Linked DNA regions of Hordeum vulgare: region 2 is linked to region 1. The links are chromatin contacts, called in public Hi-C maps. All regions are on one chromosome and are shown on one strand. The core of a region is the stretch at or near the end of the contact, and the rest is flanking DNA. Distances in the headings are between cores, read along the strand shown.

Region 1 (7,574 bases), core at 2,159-4,658:
GTTGCTCCCCCATACTGCACAGCGGCTTCTGGTCGATGAGGATGTCGAATGGCCCACACAGTAGGTATCAACGCCATTTATCGACCGCCATCATCACCGCAAGGAACTCCTTCTCATAAGTGGGCAACTGCTCGTAGCGGACGCCTAACACCATGCAGAAGAAAGAGACGGGGTGACCCTCCTGGAACAACACGGCTCCCATCATAGTGTCGCACGTGTTTGTTTCGATGGTAAAGGGCTTGTCAAAGTTGGGCAGCGCCAGGACTGGAGTTGTCGTCATTACCTTCTTTAGCACATCAAAAGCATCTTGAGCTTGCTCAGTCCACATGAAGCCTTTCTTGGTAAGCAGCTGAGTAAGGGGCTTGGCGATGATGCCGTAGTGGGGAACAAACTTCCTGTAATAGCCGATAAGGCCCAAGAATCCCCATAGCTCAGTTGCACTAGTCGTGTTGGCCAATGCTTCGTGCCTTGCGTATTCTCCTTGTCAGTGTCTACCCCCTCATTAGAGATCACGTGGCCGAGGTAGACGATGTGATCGCACATGAAGTTGCACTTGGACTCCTTAACGAACAAATGGTGTGCCCGGAGGTGTTCAAAGACAATGCGCAGGTGCTCGAGATGTTTCTCCATGGTTTCACTAAAGACGACGATGTCATCCAAAAATAATGATGACGAACTTGCGGACATGCTTACTGAAGATGGCGTTCATGAGGCACTCGACAGTTGCTTGCGCGTTGGTGAGGCCGAACGGCATGACTATGAACTAGAAGTGGTCGTGGTGCGTCTTGAACGTCGTCTTGTCTTCATATTCTTCACGCATGCGTATCCGATGGTAACCCGCACAGAGGTCCAGTTTGGACAAGACCGCCGCATGAGTCAGTTTATTCAAAAGCTCGTCGACGATGGGCAGGGGAAATTTGGTCTTGATTGTGGCATCGTTGAGTGGACGGTAGTTTACACAGAAGCCCCACATCCCTCCATTCTTCTTGACTAGCAACACCGGGGTGGCGTAGGGGCTGACGCTGTGTGTGATCACCCCGCCGTCCTGCATCTCCTTGACCTGATGCTCGATTTCATCCTTCTAGAGTGGCGAGTAGCAGCAGGGTCTGGTGTTGACAGGTACTTCTCCCTCCACCAGAGTCACCAAATGGTCACACTGTGATGATGAGGAAGACTACACGTTGTCGCGAAGATGTTTGTGAATTCGTCGAGATGGTCGATGAGAGGAGTCTGGCTGCCACCTTTACGTGTCGAGGGAGGATGGCGACTATCGGTGTCCATCAGGGCCATAGCCCACACATCGTTTCCCGCGATCATCTTGCGGAGCTCTTCTGAAGTCGCGGGCTTGAGCATAGGTTTGGAGGCCATCCCCACGTTGTGGAGGGTGACCACCTCGCCATCAGGTGGAACTTGACCGACTTGTCTCTCTAGTGGCAAGTCATGGGACTATACTGAGCGAGCCATTCCATCCCTAGGATGCCATCGTATGCACCGATCTCCAACTCCCTCGTTGGTGTAGAGAAGGTATGCCCCTGCACCCACCACTTGAGCTCGGGCACCATGCGATTGCAAGTTAGCCGATCCGCATTGGCCCCCTGAACGTCCACCGACGCGATGTCCTCGGTCTTGGCTCCAATTCACTCGAAGAATGATTTGTTGACGAAGCTATGGGTACTTCCCGAGTCGAGGAGGAGCAGCATCACATGATTTCCCACCGGAGCTCGAAGACGAATGATGGTGGCCGAATCGGTGCCATCCAATGCCTGCGATGAGAGAAGGCAGCACTCCGAGGCGTTCATTGTAGGTGGCGGGGGCAGAGTGCCCGGACCTGGATCATCCAGCAGCTCCATCACGTGTATGGCATTATCACAAAGAAACTCGGTGTTGTAGCCAACGCGGATGGTGAGCCACTAGGCGGGTTGAGCACACTTGTGTTCCCGCGAGTATCAATCGTCGGACTTGAAACACAAGTTGTTGGCGCGCCGGAAATCGCATAATTGTCGTTCCCGCGTGTATTCGTCCCCTTGTTATTGGATCAATGTGGTGGCTCGTGGAAGCTGCATCGGCACCATCGGGGGAGGCCTTTCTCACGGGGTCAAGCGTGGGTTCTCCCACGTCGTGCCCAACTCCTCCTCCTGGATGCGAGCCAACACCGAGATGCGCGTGATGCTGGAGGGTCCATGGAGATGCACCGTGGCATGCAGTACATCCTTGAGCCCCAAGAGGAATTGGGTGACGAAGAACTTCGTGTTGATTGTGGGGTCAAGGGCGAGGAAGTGGTACATCTGTTCATCGAACATGACACGATAGTCAGCAATTCTGCCGGTTTGACGAAGCTACAATAGTTTGTGCATCACAAGCTCGAAATCGTCGACACTCAATTCCTCCAGAAGGGATGCTGTGAACGCCTCCCAAGTGTTGTCGTGATGTGTTTCATGAAACGCCTGCAGCCAGTGCGCGGCCTAGCTGTTGATGTAGAGCGTTGCGGTGGCCACCCAGTTACGAGGTGCCAACCTGTAGAGCTCGGAGCAGGTGAGGTAGCGATCGATCCATAGGTACGGGGCAGAGCCTTGAAATTACAGGAAATCATGCTAGGGAGGTTTGTGATGCTCCGTGTTGGTATTGAACACGGTCGGGGAAGAGTCCATCCCCATCAGAGGCGCGGCGACCGTGGCCAGAGTCGGGATCACGGGCCGGCGGTTTTCCCGCAACCGGACATGCGGTCCTGCTGGGCGTGTTGGATCCGGAAGGTAACCTGGAGACGGGGGTGGCGGTGGCAGTGGTGGCGGTGGTAGAGGCGGCAGGTAGCGCGGAGACGGGGGCGGCGGCGGTGGTGGCGGCTCCGGGGCTTGATGGACCAGAGTGGTGTCCGAGCCGGCGGAGACCATGGACAACTTTGCAAACGTGCGCATCACGTCAACACCCCCTTGCGCCAGATCGATTTGCTTGGTTAGGCCGCAGAGCTCGTGGGAGAAATAGTTGTTGAAGGCAGCCTGGATCTCGATCTGCTTGTCATGGAGGACGTGCTGCTGGTCGACCTTGGTGATGAGCGACTCCAGCAGCTTGGTGACGTTGATGTTAGCCTCGTCCATGGCTGTCAGGATTGCTCGCGTCGCCGCCGACGCTTTCTAGGCTCCGTCGCCGGATTCTGGGAGAGATCAAACCCCGCGACAGATTTTGGGCAAGCCGACCGGAGTGGCTCACACCGACACGGTGGATGTTACTGATCTTCTCACTAGGGGAGAAACTTTTGGGGCGCACCGAGACGAGGTTCTGAATAACAATTGTAACACCTGAGCGATGAGATCATATCAAAAGGGGGATGAGGACTAGAGAAAATAAATGAGATGGGGATGTGGAGAGAAAGGTGGGTGGGAAAGTAGAGGAATCCTAGGTAGGTTGAGATAGTTCAACTACAACACGCTCGTCCATGCCACAAGTGGCGAATATATAACCTGAACACACACCACCTAACTGTTGCCAACTCGCATGCCAGGTCACACCTGCTAGGTGTGTCCAGGTGTGAAAAAATCTCACTCGGTTTTAGGTGCAGTGTTGTACTAATATAATTCTAATATGAGAATCGAGCAAACCAATTACAATCCCTCATGATATAGTATCATCCCTCCAATAACAGTTATAAAAAGTTGGCCAGATTTTCTACCACAGATTAGCTGTAGTCCAAGAGTAACTACACACATATAATAAGAAAACTAGCTCAAGCGAGTCTAATTGATCCTGCCTTGATCAATCTAAATCCAGCTACATAGCACGCGTGTATGTACGGACCATGGGGATAGTCGTGGCACAACACTAGAAGAGCATCAACCAGTACGATGAATAGCCTGTAACACAAGGCATTGATTGGTGGTGACAGATGAGTTAGTCTTTTTTGTTAGTTGTACAAATTTGCACAATTTTTTACATGTTTGTTTAGTCAGAAATTATATTAGTGACGCCGATAGCAATAGATGGGTTTATCATGTCTACAAGGTGCATGTGGTGAGTGGAGCAGCCTTACATCTTGCCATCGACCATGCTGACTAGGCGGTGCTCATTGCCGACGCGCTCATCTCCTCGTGGTGACCTGGTGTGTGTCATCTACACACGAGGAGGAGGATTAAGTGTCCAGTGAGTCGATATCGAAATTGTAAAGTCCTTGATGTGTCCACTACAAATTTCTTGCATTTCTTATTATATTAGCTAAAGAATCAGAAATTTTATGCACCTCTCCTGATGTTGTTGAACACGGATGGGGTACATGCCGGTCAACGACTACTAGAGTGGCCACAACTTCATGGCCATCTACAAGGTACACAATTAGTTTGAAAAATCAACTTGGTGTATTTTTCAATAGGATTCCTCCTGATTGTTGTGAATCCCACCGACTATTATTTGAGAAGAGACTTTGATTGCTCATGGCGTTTAGGATTGTTCTTTGATGACTGAAGTATATGGGTATGTTCTTTTAGTAGAAGACCGTCGGGAGTTTTTTTCTTGTTGCATCGCTCGTACAAACAATCAACCAATATCAAGTAGCTCCAAGTTAAAAGATGTTTTTAATTTAAATGCATCAATGTGTCAACTATCACTATGTTTCTTATTATCATTGTGTACACTCATGTGCTTAGTTTCTAAAAAACATAAAAGGATGCACCTAACAAGGTAGATTTTGTCTCATGCATTTTTCAATGTCTAAGTATGGTGTAACTAACCAAAAAACATTCTTCAAGCTTTGAAAGAGGCAACCTAAAAATCTGCACAAACATGTCAAACTACTCCTAGGTTCCAAATGAGGAGTCCCGCTTGAATGCACATCAACGCATTTTGCTTTGGTGCCTCTATGTTGTCGGGGCAGGATAATTGGACTGTGGAGCCCCATACGGTAGTGGTAATTCCAAAAATTGCATGTTGTTGATTGGCAAGCATCGAACAATATCAATGTCCGGTAGTAACTCTGATTGTGTAGGCGGTCAAGTTAAGATAAGTGTGCTTGCCTCCCCTTTTAGTCTAGATTTAGAAAACTATGATATCTTGTATGATAGTTTTCAAAATAGTTTGGCTCTTGAGACACTTCCAGTATGCATTTGTATTGCTTTCGCCCAGGTATGTGCATGTGTATTCATTGTTATTGGAATTAGTTCCAACAAACAGTGTATATGTGACTAATTTACTAATCTACTGGCTGAACCTAATAACATGAGCAATTTATACAATTGATATGCACCAATGCTCATACAGGGAAAAATGAAGGACTCAACTTTTTTGGATTAGGCTTGAAGTCGAGTACACCCATCGATCATAAAACGCTAAACATATACAATTCGAGTTAGTTGCAGGTAGTATAATAACGATCTAAGAGAAAGGCTTGAATCATAATAAAATAATAATGGCCGACGGGCAAGGCTCAAATCAAAATAAAGTGAGGTTTCTCAGTACTTATCTATGAGCAAGTCTCAAAGAGTAAGACGAAGCAATACTAACTTGCAAAAAAACTAGCTCTGAAGTAAGTTTGTTAGATTACCATGATTTTTAATACTTAGTTGTTCTATTATTTTTGGAGGTAACTGTAATTTGCAACCAATCATTTTTATAAGCTTCTTAACATCTGCATATCATGATTTTTCTTCCATTTTGTTGTTTTTAATTTCTAGATCTGAATAGTATCGTTGCTTATGAGTTCTCACATCCATTTTCATGAGTTTCACAAGGATGCATGCATTCTTACATCGGGAACCAGATAAAAAGAACAAGCAGACAACGCTGCCAACCTCCTCCAAGGAATATGACTATGATGCGTGACCTCAAGGAATTGTTCATTTAGATTGGTAACAATAATGTGAAATCCTATAGATTGCTTTGGTTTTGCAATTTTTCGTACTGAAGATTGCTCTAGCCACAAGAATAGTGGATGCTTATAGGTTCTTGGGAAATGTAGTTCTTTTTATTTCTATCCTGTTGGAAGTTGCCCGTGTAGAACTAATGATGTCAATAATGCATTTATGTGTGAGTACCTCTTAATTTATTATAGTGTCATTGATATTTATCCAGAGACATGGGGTCTTCCTCATTCTTCAGTCATTTTCCATCACAACCAACGTTGCTTTTCCAAGGTTGTGATAAAAACGGATGAGGCGGTCCTTCTACAAGCATAGAATTATAATAAGCAAGCGCTCCCGAGGACAAATGTATGAGCTTTTATATGATCTTTTTGTACATGACATGACATTCCAGGAAGTGAAGGTGATGCTGAGGTCATCATATGATAATTTCCGTGCTACTATTTTTTCATAGAATTATAATATGCTCCTGATGACCTACAATTAGAGGTGATCAATCTTAGTCCTTTCGATAACTAAGAGTGTCGAACCAAATGAGGAGCAGAAGGAAATGACACGCAGTTGTCAGCAAGGTATTCTCTGTAAGTGATGTAAGTAACAGTGATAGAGAGTTTTGTAGCAAGATAATTCATAAGAAGTGATAAGTAACAATAGTAGAAAAGGTGCAGCAAGGTATCCAATTCTTTGTTTAGCAAAGGACAGGCCTGAAAGTACTCTTATACTAAGCAAGCACTTCGGAGGACACATGGGAATTTCTGTGTAGTCATGTTCAGCATGGTGAGTTGATTCGCGTTCTCTACTTTGATAATTTGATATGTGGGTGGACCGGTGCTAAGGTGTTGTTATTACTTGAACAAATAACCGTGTTATGATTACCCTCTCTCGCAAGCATCCACAACTATGGAAGAAGAATTAAGATAAATATAATCATAGCATTAAACATGTGTATCCAAATCAGCCCCTCATGAAGCAACGCATAAACTTGGGTCTAACATGGTGTAGTGTCATGTAGTCAACGTTCACATGACACTCCTAAGAGAAGTAACAAGATACATAACATAAAAATATCGAACAAATACCAACTTTACATAATTACTTATAATAAGACTTCTCCCATATCTTAAGGAACAATAGTAACTACTCACACCTCATCAACATGTTCAAAATCAAAGGTATAGTAATAATGAGTAAGGATCTGAACATAATATCCTCCACCAAGTAATCCAACAAGCATCAACTACAAGATGTAATTAACACAACTAGTAACCCACACGTACCAATCTGAGGTTTTGAGACAAAGATTGAATACAAGAGATGAACTAGGGTTGGAGATGAGATGGTGTTGGTGAATATGTTGATGAAGATTGGTCCTCCCGCGGAGGATGAAGGATTGGTGATGACGATGGCTTCGATTTCCCCCTCCTGGAGGGGAGTCCGCCCTGCAGAATCTCTCTGCTTGAGATAAAAAGGGCATGTGCCCAAGTTTCCGCCTCGAGACTACAGCGCTTCGTCCCGAAAGGTTGCTTATGATTTTTCTAGGTCAAAACACACCATATAGGAGAAGAGGGGTGTGAGAGGCACTACAGGTTGGTGGGCACGCCCTGGTGGCTTGTGGGCAGTAGGTGCCCCCCTACGGTATATTTTTTGGCCCAATAATTCTTAAATATTCCATTAAAATTCTGTTTGAAGTTTCAGTTCATTTGGAGTCTCGTGATTTCTCTGTCTTTTTCTTGG
Region 2 (7,574 bases), core at 2,409-4,908, 520 kb before region 1:
CTTGATTCCTGCATAGCAAGGCTATATGTGAACATAAGGCGATAATGTACATATGTCACTGTCCAACGCCCTACACAATTAAATTCGTTATCGCATACGGACAAAAGTTTTCCACTTGGCAACCTGCTGTTGTTCATCCAGCTTCAAAAATAAATAAAAATGGAGGGTCAGTAGTAAGCATATAGAACGCACATAGAGTAGTTGAGAAACAAATTCTAGTTGGGTTTACCATGCATCTGAGTTCACGATGACTGGGAAAGCTGGTTCCAGTTCATCAACCTATTATGTGACTGCGGGTTCCTGTCCAGATAACTCCTACTGGAAATGTCAGTTTCATCCGCAGCATAAGGATCTGAATGGCCCGACGCAGCCGGAGGTGACCAGACGGGTACTACCCCACCTTCTCTCCCAGTCCAGCTGCTTGATGCCTCTGACGTGGATGGTGCTATGCCGCCGCCCTGCACACGGTGTAGGGTATACTGCTGGTTGTATCTGGCAGCAGTGCCGTCGCTGGCAACTTGTTCCCTGCTTTCCATCCGAGGCTGAGCCTGGAAATGCACCTGCGATGGCACCTCCGGCCTACTCACTTCGCTTTCAAAAACTGCGGAAAGTTCTGTTTCTGTTTCAGCTCTGACCAAGGAAGAGGTGATGCTAGGCACCATCTGATCTGCTCGTCTCCGGGCAGGACCAGCGGTCGCCGGTGTGTGGCTAGTGGCACGGTCCACTTCCATGTGCTGCAGCTCTTGGGGGAAGGCAATGGGTGGCTCATCCGAGGAGTCTCCCAGGCCTTCCTCCATTCCATTCTCTATCTCAGCACGAGAGGCCGCCTCAAGCTCCCACATCTCTGACAGGGCGTCCTGTAACCTGGACTTGGCTTCATCTAGCTCAACAATGGGGAGAGGGTAATTGGAACCTAGCTCAATTCCTGCAGCCTGCAGCACAGACTCGGGTGCATCCCAGGGGTGGTGTATCCATTCCGTTGGTAGCCTTGCCAGCTCCGGTAGCCATCGACGCACGTACTCCCCGTATGGGTCGAACTTGTATCCTTCAAACTGAGAAATGCAATACAAAGAATCAAATCAATCGAGAGTGCTAGCTATTTTGATTATCTTCTTCATATATGACCAAGATGTACCTGCTTTATATTGAGCTAATAAAATTCACCCTTTGGCGGAAAAAATAAAAATGACCAAGATGTACCTGTGGATTGTCAATGCGGTCGAGCTCACGGCCATCAGGTAGAGACCCGGAGATGTACTGCCAGCCCAAGGCGTCGCTCTCAAGGTCGGCGTCCAGCAAGGTGTCCCAGAAGTACTTCATCCCCCAGCGCCATGGCAGCTGGAGAACCTTGACGAAGAAGCTTGAGACGACGACACGTATCCTGTCATGCAGCCAGCCGGTGGCCCAAAGCTCCCTCATGCCGGCGTCGACAAGAGGATAGCCGGTCCTACCCTGCCTCCAGACCTTGAAGTAGACCTCATTGACCACCCAGGGGAAGAACCTGAGATGAGCCAGGAGGGGCTTCTCGTGGCTGCACGGGTGGTTGAAGGCGAGGTACCTGGAGTACTCTCGCAGGCCGATGGAGCGGAGGAAGAGGCTGCAGCCTTCCTCGCCGTCACGGTTGCTCTCGTTGCTCCATGTTAGCTGCTTCATCCGTACTTGATGGAAGACCTTGCGGACGCTGAGCTCGCCAAAGTGCAGGTAAGGGGAGAGCAGTGAGGTGTTTGCACTGTCGGCCTTCTTGCGGTTGACGGAGTAGTCGATGAGCGGGCCGTTGATGAAGGCTGTGAAAGCCTTGTCGGCGTTCTGCCACCCCGGCGACCACGCCCGTGCGAGCAGCGCGTTGCTCCCCCTCTCCGAGTCGTCTTCGAAAATCAGGTCGTCTGATGAGCACCTCGTCAAGTCACCTGTGGAATTTTTCCATGTTGTCAGTAGTTATTGTTCTTTCGTCAAAAAAAAGAAGAAAAAGAAATGGTGGCGTTGCACTTGCAGGCAGAGACCTGAATTGATCCTCTTGGGTGGCAGCATGGGCGCGGGGGGGTCGACCATACAGAGGCACTTGTTCCAGAAGGACGTGAACATGGTGAAGGGGGAGCCGTGGTCGTCGAGGACCTCCCATGGCTCGTAGAGCAGGTCGGAGTTGAAGGACTGCACGGAGATGCCCTCGGCCGCCAGCACTTGCTTCACCCGGTGGTCCCGGACCAGCGACAGCGGGTCTACAGCGCGGGCAGGCAGAGCAGACAGCGATTGGTGAGCAACACATGGCCATTTGTTTGTGTCAGCTCACACGATAAGGTGCTTGTTATTTTATGAATCAGAAAGATAAAAGGTGCTACTCACAATTTTGTTTCTGTTTCTTAAAAGAAGTAGTACTAGTAAGTTTTAAACCGGACTAGAAGTAATAAATACTCTTCTGTTCTTACATACTTGTTGTTTTTTAGGAGAACATAGTACTCGTTTTTTTCAACAATAAATATTATGGTAAAGAGGGGAGTAGGTTGGTGGATACCAGAACTTTTGGGAATTAAAGGCTGAGGGTTCAGGGATTGTTTGATGCTAAACTTGGAGTTGTTTGACGTGTGGAGTACTACAAGTTAAGCTATGAAATATCCATGAATATGATTGGTATTGGTATACACACATCACGCACATGGGAGGGTACTGTTGATTGATGGGAAGATTCCCCCCTCAAATTTCTATTGGATCGTGGATCTAGTTGAGCCAGAGCGGAGCAAACTATATATACATATAATAAAATATACAAAACGGAGGAAAATATAAAGTAAATTAAAAACCAAGTAGGAGATGCAGGAGGAATCGGACCGTAGAGGTGGTTGAAGAAGAGATGGGTGGCGCCGGTGCTGCGGACGAGCTCGAGCAGCGCGGCGACGGTGTCGGTCGACCGCCGGGTGACCAGCCGGCTGGCGCCGAGCCGGCGCAGCGAGGCGTCCAGGTGCTTGAGGCTCTGGCTGAGCCACCACCGGGACACCCGCCCAGGGTAGTAGGGCCCGTCCTCCTCCGGCGCCCACACGTACGCTGGCACCACCTCCCCGGCTGTTCGCGCCGCTGCCGCTAGGGCCGGGTTGTCCTCCACGCGCAGGTCCCGCCTGAACCACACAACCGTCCGCGTCGCAGCCTCCCCGGCTCCGCCGCTCATCGACAGCGACGCTGACATGACTCGGCACTAAGGCCTTTCTGCAACGACGAGCAGCTAGCTAATTACCCAAGGAAAAAGCTCGTTGCCTTGCCTCTCTTGGATAACGAGCAGCAGCAGCTCAGGGAGCTGTCATGAAGCAAACTTTGTTGGCGCTCCGGTGTGGGTAGCTCAACAAGATTTGCCTGGATCGGCGAGGATTTCCTGGAACCGTGGAATGAACTGGGCCGGAACGGTTTCCTCAGTGCCGGTGCATGGGAAATGATGTGGAGTAAATCTGACCAATATTTCCCCTTCTTTTTCGTACAAAAAAGATTTCTGGAGTATTTTTTGCTGGGAGGTGGGATGGTGGTGTTCTTGCAGAGTTGCAGGGGGTTCTTAGTTTTGGTTGGGGAAGGGGAGCTGTGGTCCAACGGAGAGTGTGGTCTATGGATATTGGGATTGGTTGGTTGGCTTGGATTTGTTCCCAGCTTTTCTCTTTTGTCCGTTTATCCCCTCCGCTCTCTCCTCTATCTCTCCTCCCTTGCCCTTTCTCCTATCCCACCATAATATTCGTCTCAATTTATTGGAAGCAACTAAATAAAAACATCTTCACCCGTTTGACTCCTCACGAGGCATTTTTTGTTGTTGTTAGGGGCTGTCGGCGAAAATTTTGCAAAAAATTTCACTCGTCCGTACCCCAGCCGGTCACATGAGAAGAGAAAGAGAGAGAGGATAGATTCCTTTTTTTGCATGTGCATGGTGGACCTAGCAGAAAAAAGGAAGGAGAGAGAGAGGAGAGAGGAGAGAGGCTGACCGCTGGAGTTTGTGCATGCAAAAGTAGCGTCCCCCAAACGCCTCCCTAAGGAGGGAGGGAGGGGGGCTTGGTTTGGCCTGGGATCGTCGGTGCTAGTGTTGGCCAAATCCGACGCAAACGACATCCTGGGAGCGCGGCTTGGTCGATTTTTCGTCGTCGGCGCTAAAAAAGGGGTTGGGAGGGCGTACCCGGGACGCGGTTGGAGATGCTCTAAGAAGCATTCTTTCGGAACCGTCCGAAGAGTAACTTGTGGCGCGCTCTCAATCACCGCCAAGTGTCACGCTCTAGATGTTTTTCGAATTATTATTTTCGCACGTGTTTATGACTCTTAAATGATTTTTTGGTTTCATTGCCTTTTTTAGTTTTTGGACAAACAAAATACAGAAAACACAAAATTTGTGCACACATACGCGTTTTCTTTTCTTCTCCCCTTTCACGAGTGAGAGGCATGACCGTGCTTTTGGAAAAAGAAAAAACACAATTTTTTCTGTCATAAGAGATACGGATTTGCTTTCATGAGAGACAGCCGTGTCTCTTGGATAAGAGAAAAATCATACGTCCTTTTTTCTTTCATTAGAGGCACGGTTTTGCTTCTGTGAAGGGCATTGATTTGCTTTCCCGAGAGGGATGACGTGCCTCTCGAAAACAAAAAAAAGGCTTCCGCGAGTAGTACGAACCGTGCCTCTTGGAAAAAAGCGTTTTTCTTCCATGAGAAGCATAATTTTACTTCTCATAGAGGCATAGGTTTACTTACGCTTTGGGTTTTTCGTCCGGTATTTTCATGAAAATAAACTTTGTCAAAACGTATCAACGTGAGATCTAGTTTTAAAGATCTCGACACGAGGAATTTAACGATGAAAATAGTTTAAGATTTGGGTGCCTGATTTAAGAGATAAGATGTTTTAAATAAACAAATTTATGAAAAAATGAAAACTCTTAGATTGCGACAAGTGGGGCATACATAACCCTAGGAAGTGGGAGTGGCCATTGCAAAGAATGCTTCTAAATTAGCGATTTCACAATTTATTTCATCTTTGTGCAAACAAAATTCTTATCGATCGATTCTGTTGAGTATGTCCCAAACATGTGTGTGTGTGTGCTCCTCCATCGATGCAACTTTTGGATGTTATGACGCTACCGGCCACCGAAGCTCGGGGCGGGGAGCCTGTTGCAGCGTACGTACTCCCGGTGACTGTCCGCGCCGCCCGTCACGTTCTTACTCTCCTGCCTGCTCGCGCCTTTCGCCTCCTCCCGGTGGGGCTCCGTCACCATCAGCCTCCTCCGGTGGGGCTCTACTGCCACAACACCAAAGACGTTCGTCGTCGCGAGCTCCGGTCGTTCAATTACGGGACCCCTAGAGGTTCACAACCGCAGCGCCCCCTAAATCCGAGCAAGGAGGTGGGTCGACGAGCTCTAGAGACAAAGTAGAAGTTTCTGAACTTCCATCTCATCGCATTGCTTCCGTTTGATTTCAAGAACACTGTGTCTCTCTTCTGTGGAACTCGAAATGTATGCCAGTGCGTAGCTTTTTTGGTACATCTCCGAGCAGGGAACCCACATCTAGTGATGGCTTTAGTGGGTAACAAGGCTCTAAAACAATTGGCCGTCATTACAGGTCGGCTTCTCCAGATTCTTCAGTTCAGCTCTAAAAAAATGAGCATTATATGTTGTTGTCCAGTTTGCTCACTTCTTGGAATGAAAAAAAGACTAAAGGACAATAGAAATTGCTCTAGAAGGTCAAAAATATGTTCAAGTATATTTTTTGAAACACCGACACTCTTTGGACATCATCGGTTATCGAAAATAAGTGTTCTCCATCGTTTTTATAGAAATGGCTTGATTGCCACTAATCTGAAGTTCATAGATGATACGAAAGAAGATGTGGGATCTAGGATCTAGTGGATTTTCCATGATGTAAGTTGCTCCAGAAACTCGTCTTTGATTTCAAAGTTGTGAAGTATCAGAGTAGAACACGATAAAAAACTTGAAGTTCAAAAACATGCTTTGATTTCATATTTAATGGTTGGTTTTATTTTCTATTTGTGTATAAAAGAAAGAAGTTCAAGTATAAGAAATGAAAAAAGTTAAAAATATTTAACACGATAAAAAATCATGTATGAAATTCATGTGCGGGAATAAAAATGCAAATTGACAATGAAGTTCATGTATAAAAAAACAAAATGTTGCTAGAAGTTCAAGTGCTCGACGAGGGAAAGTTCAAAATTGCTACCGAGTTTATGCACACATAATTCTCTCTCACGTACGTGTCTATGTTCTTTTCAAAACTACAATGGTCCAAAACAAAAAAAATCACATGTAACCAATATGAAAAGTGTTACAAATGCTACTATTTGTTGTGATGTCGAAAAAAGAATTGAGTTTTTGTTGAAGATTTCAAATAAATAAATTTGAGTGGCTATATGTAAAAATAAATAATTGAAAAAACTCCTAAGAAGTCCAAATTAAAAAAAGGAACAGTTCAATATTTATACAAAATCTAGATTTACCTCATCATTAAAGAATGAAAAACAAGACGTTCAATAATAAAAAACAAGAAGTTTGAATTCTAAAAATTGAGGAGTTCAATATTCATAAAAACGATCTTTGGTGTTAACTAGGATTTTTTCCATTACTAAAAGAAATGTATCAACAAGTCCAAATTACAAAAATAAAGAAGTTCGATATTTGTACAAAAACTGAGAGTTTCCTTATTACTAGAAGTTTAATATTCATTAAGAAATTGGTGCTAGAAGTTCAAGTGCTCCACTCGGAGAAGTTCAAAACTTCTTGCGAGAGAGGTTCACCTTGTATTTACATGTTGAAAGCACAAAAAAGAAATTATTTTTTGCGTTTGAAAACAATTCTCTCAATCCACAAAGAAATTCATTTATTTTTGGGAGCAATTCGATTTCAAAAAGAAAACCAAAAATTCAAATTATAAAAATGGAGTAATTGAATGTATAAAAAAATAAATTATTCTTGTTTCTATGCAAAATTAAAATATTATTCAATTTTTAAAAAGGTTGTACCTTGTTTACTTAAAAATATTTTTTTCTTTTCGAAGAATAAAACTAAGAAGTTCAAATTAGGAAAGCACACGAGTTGAGAGATTATAAAAACCTAGGATTTGCAAGCTCAAATTTTGATGGGTGCTTTAGGAGTTAGGGCAAAAAAATGGAGAGCAGTTTAAAGTGATAACACCTAGAAGTTCACGTACTACATGGTGTGTATTTAATATGAGAAAAAATGATTAAAAAGGCAAATTCCAAATTTTTTGTTGCTATAAGTTCAAGTCCTCAGTCGAAGAAAGTTATAAAATTATTGTGAGAGGTTTATACAAAAGGAATATCGTTTGTGTAACGCTCACGAATGGTGAGAAATTATAAACGAAAATACGTGACAAAAGTTCAACGTGAAAACAACAGGAAGTTCAACTAGTACACTGAATTAATTTCAGATGTAAATCTTTTAAACCATCGTGAGTTCGAAAAAAGATCAATATGGAAAAGTTGCATGTTTATAGCAGCTTTCCATGAGGATATCGTTTGCTCAATTCCGGTAAGTTGATGGGCAGTTACGAGCAAAAAAAGTGAAAATAGAGTGAAGTTCAAGTAGACATCCACA

Evidence for each region. Hi-C and Micro-C count contacts between places; a contact is called where the count stands out from the background.
Region 2: a contact with region 1 is called in a Hi-C map of seedling, with 2.6 times the contacts expected there. The contact joins the promoter of LOC123401420 here to the promoter of LOC123402367 in region 1. A contact is called at or near these places in 2 of 6 Hi-C or Micro-C datasets (leaf and seedling) and 1 of 1 datasets of contacts at active chromatin or transcription factors (embryo).

The regions. Positions count from the first base shown.
Region 1 is chr6H:297,740,431-297,748,004 of MorexV3_pseudomolecules_assembly, reverse strand. LOC123402367 (protein EARLY FLOWERING 5-like) reads right to left here and starts at 3,408. Exons shown (of 1, transcript XM_045096287.1): 1 at 2,229-3,408. The coding sequence starts at 3,092. The coding sequence ends at 2,592.
Region 2 is chr6H:298,265,501-298,273,074 of MorexV3_pseudomolecules_assembly, reverse strand. LOC123401420 (cryptochrome-1-like) reads right to left here and starts at 3,658. Exons shown (of 5, transcript XM_045095218.1): 1 at 2,824-3,658; 2 at 2,001-2,216; 3 at 1,201-1,907; 4 at 230-1,052; 5 at 1-141. The coding sequence starts at 3,175. The coding sequence ends at 243.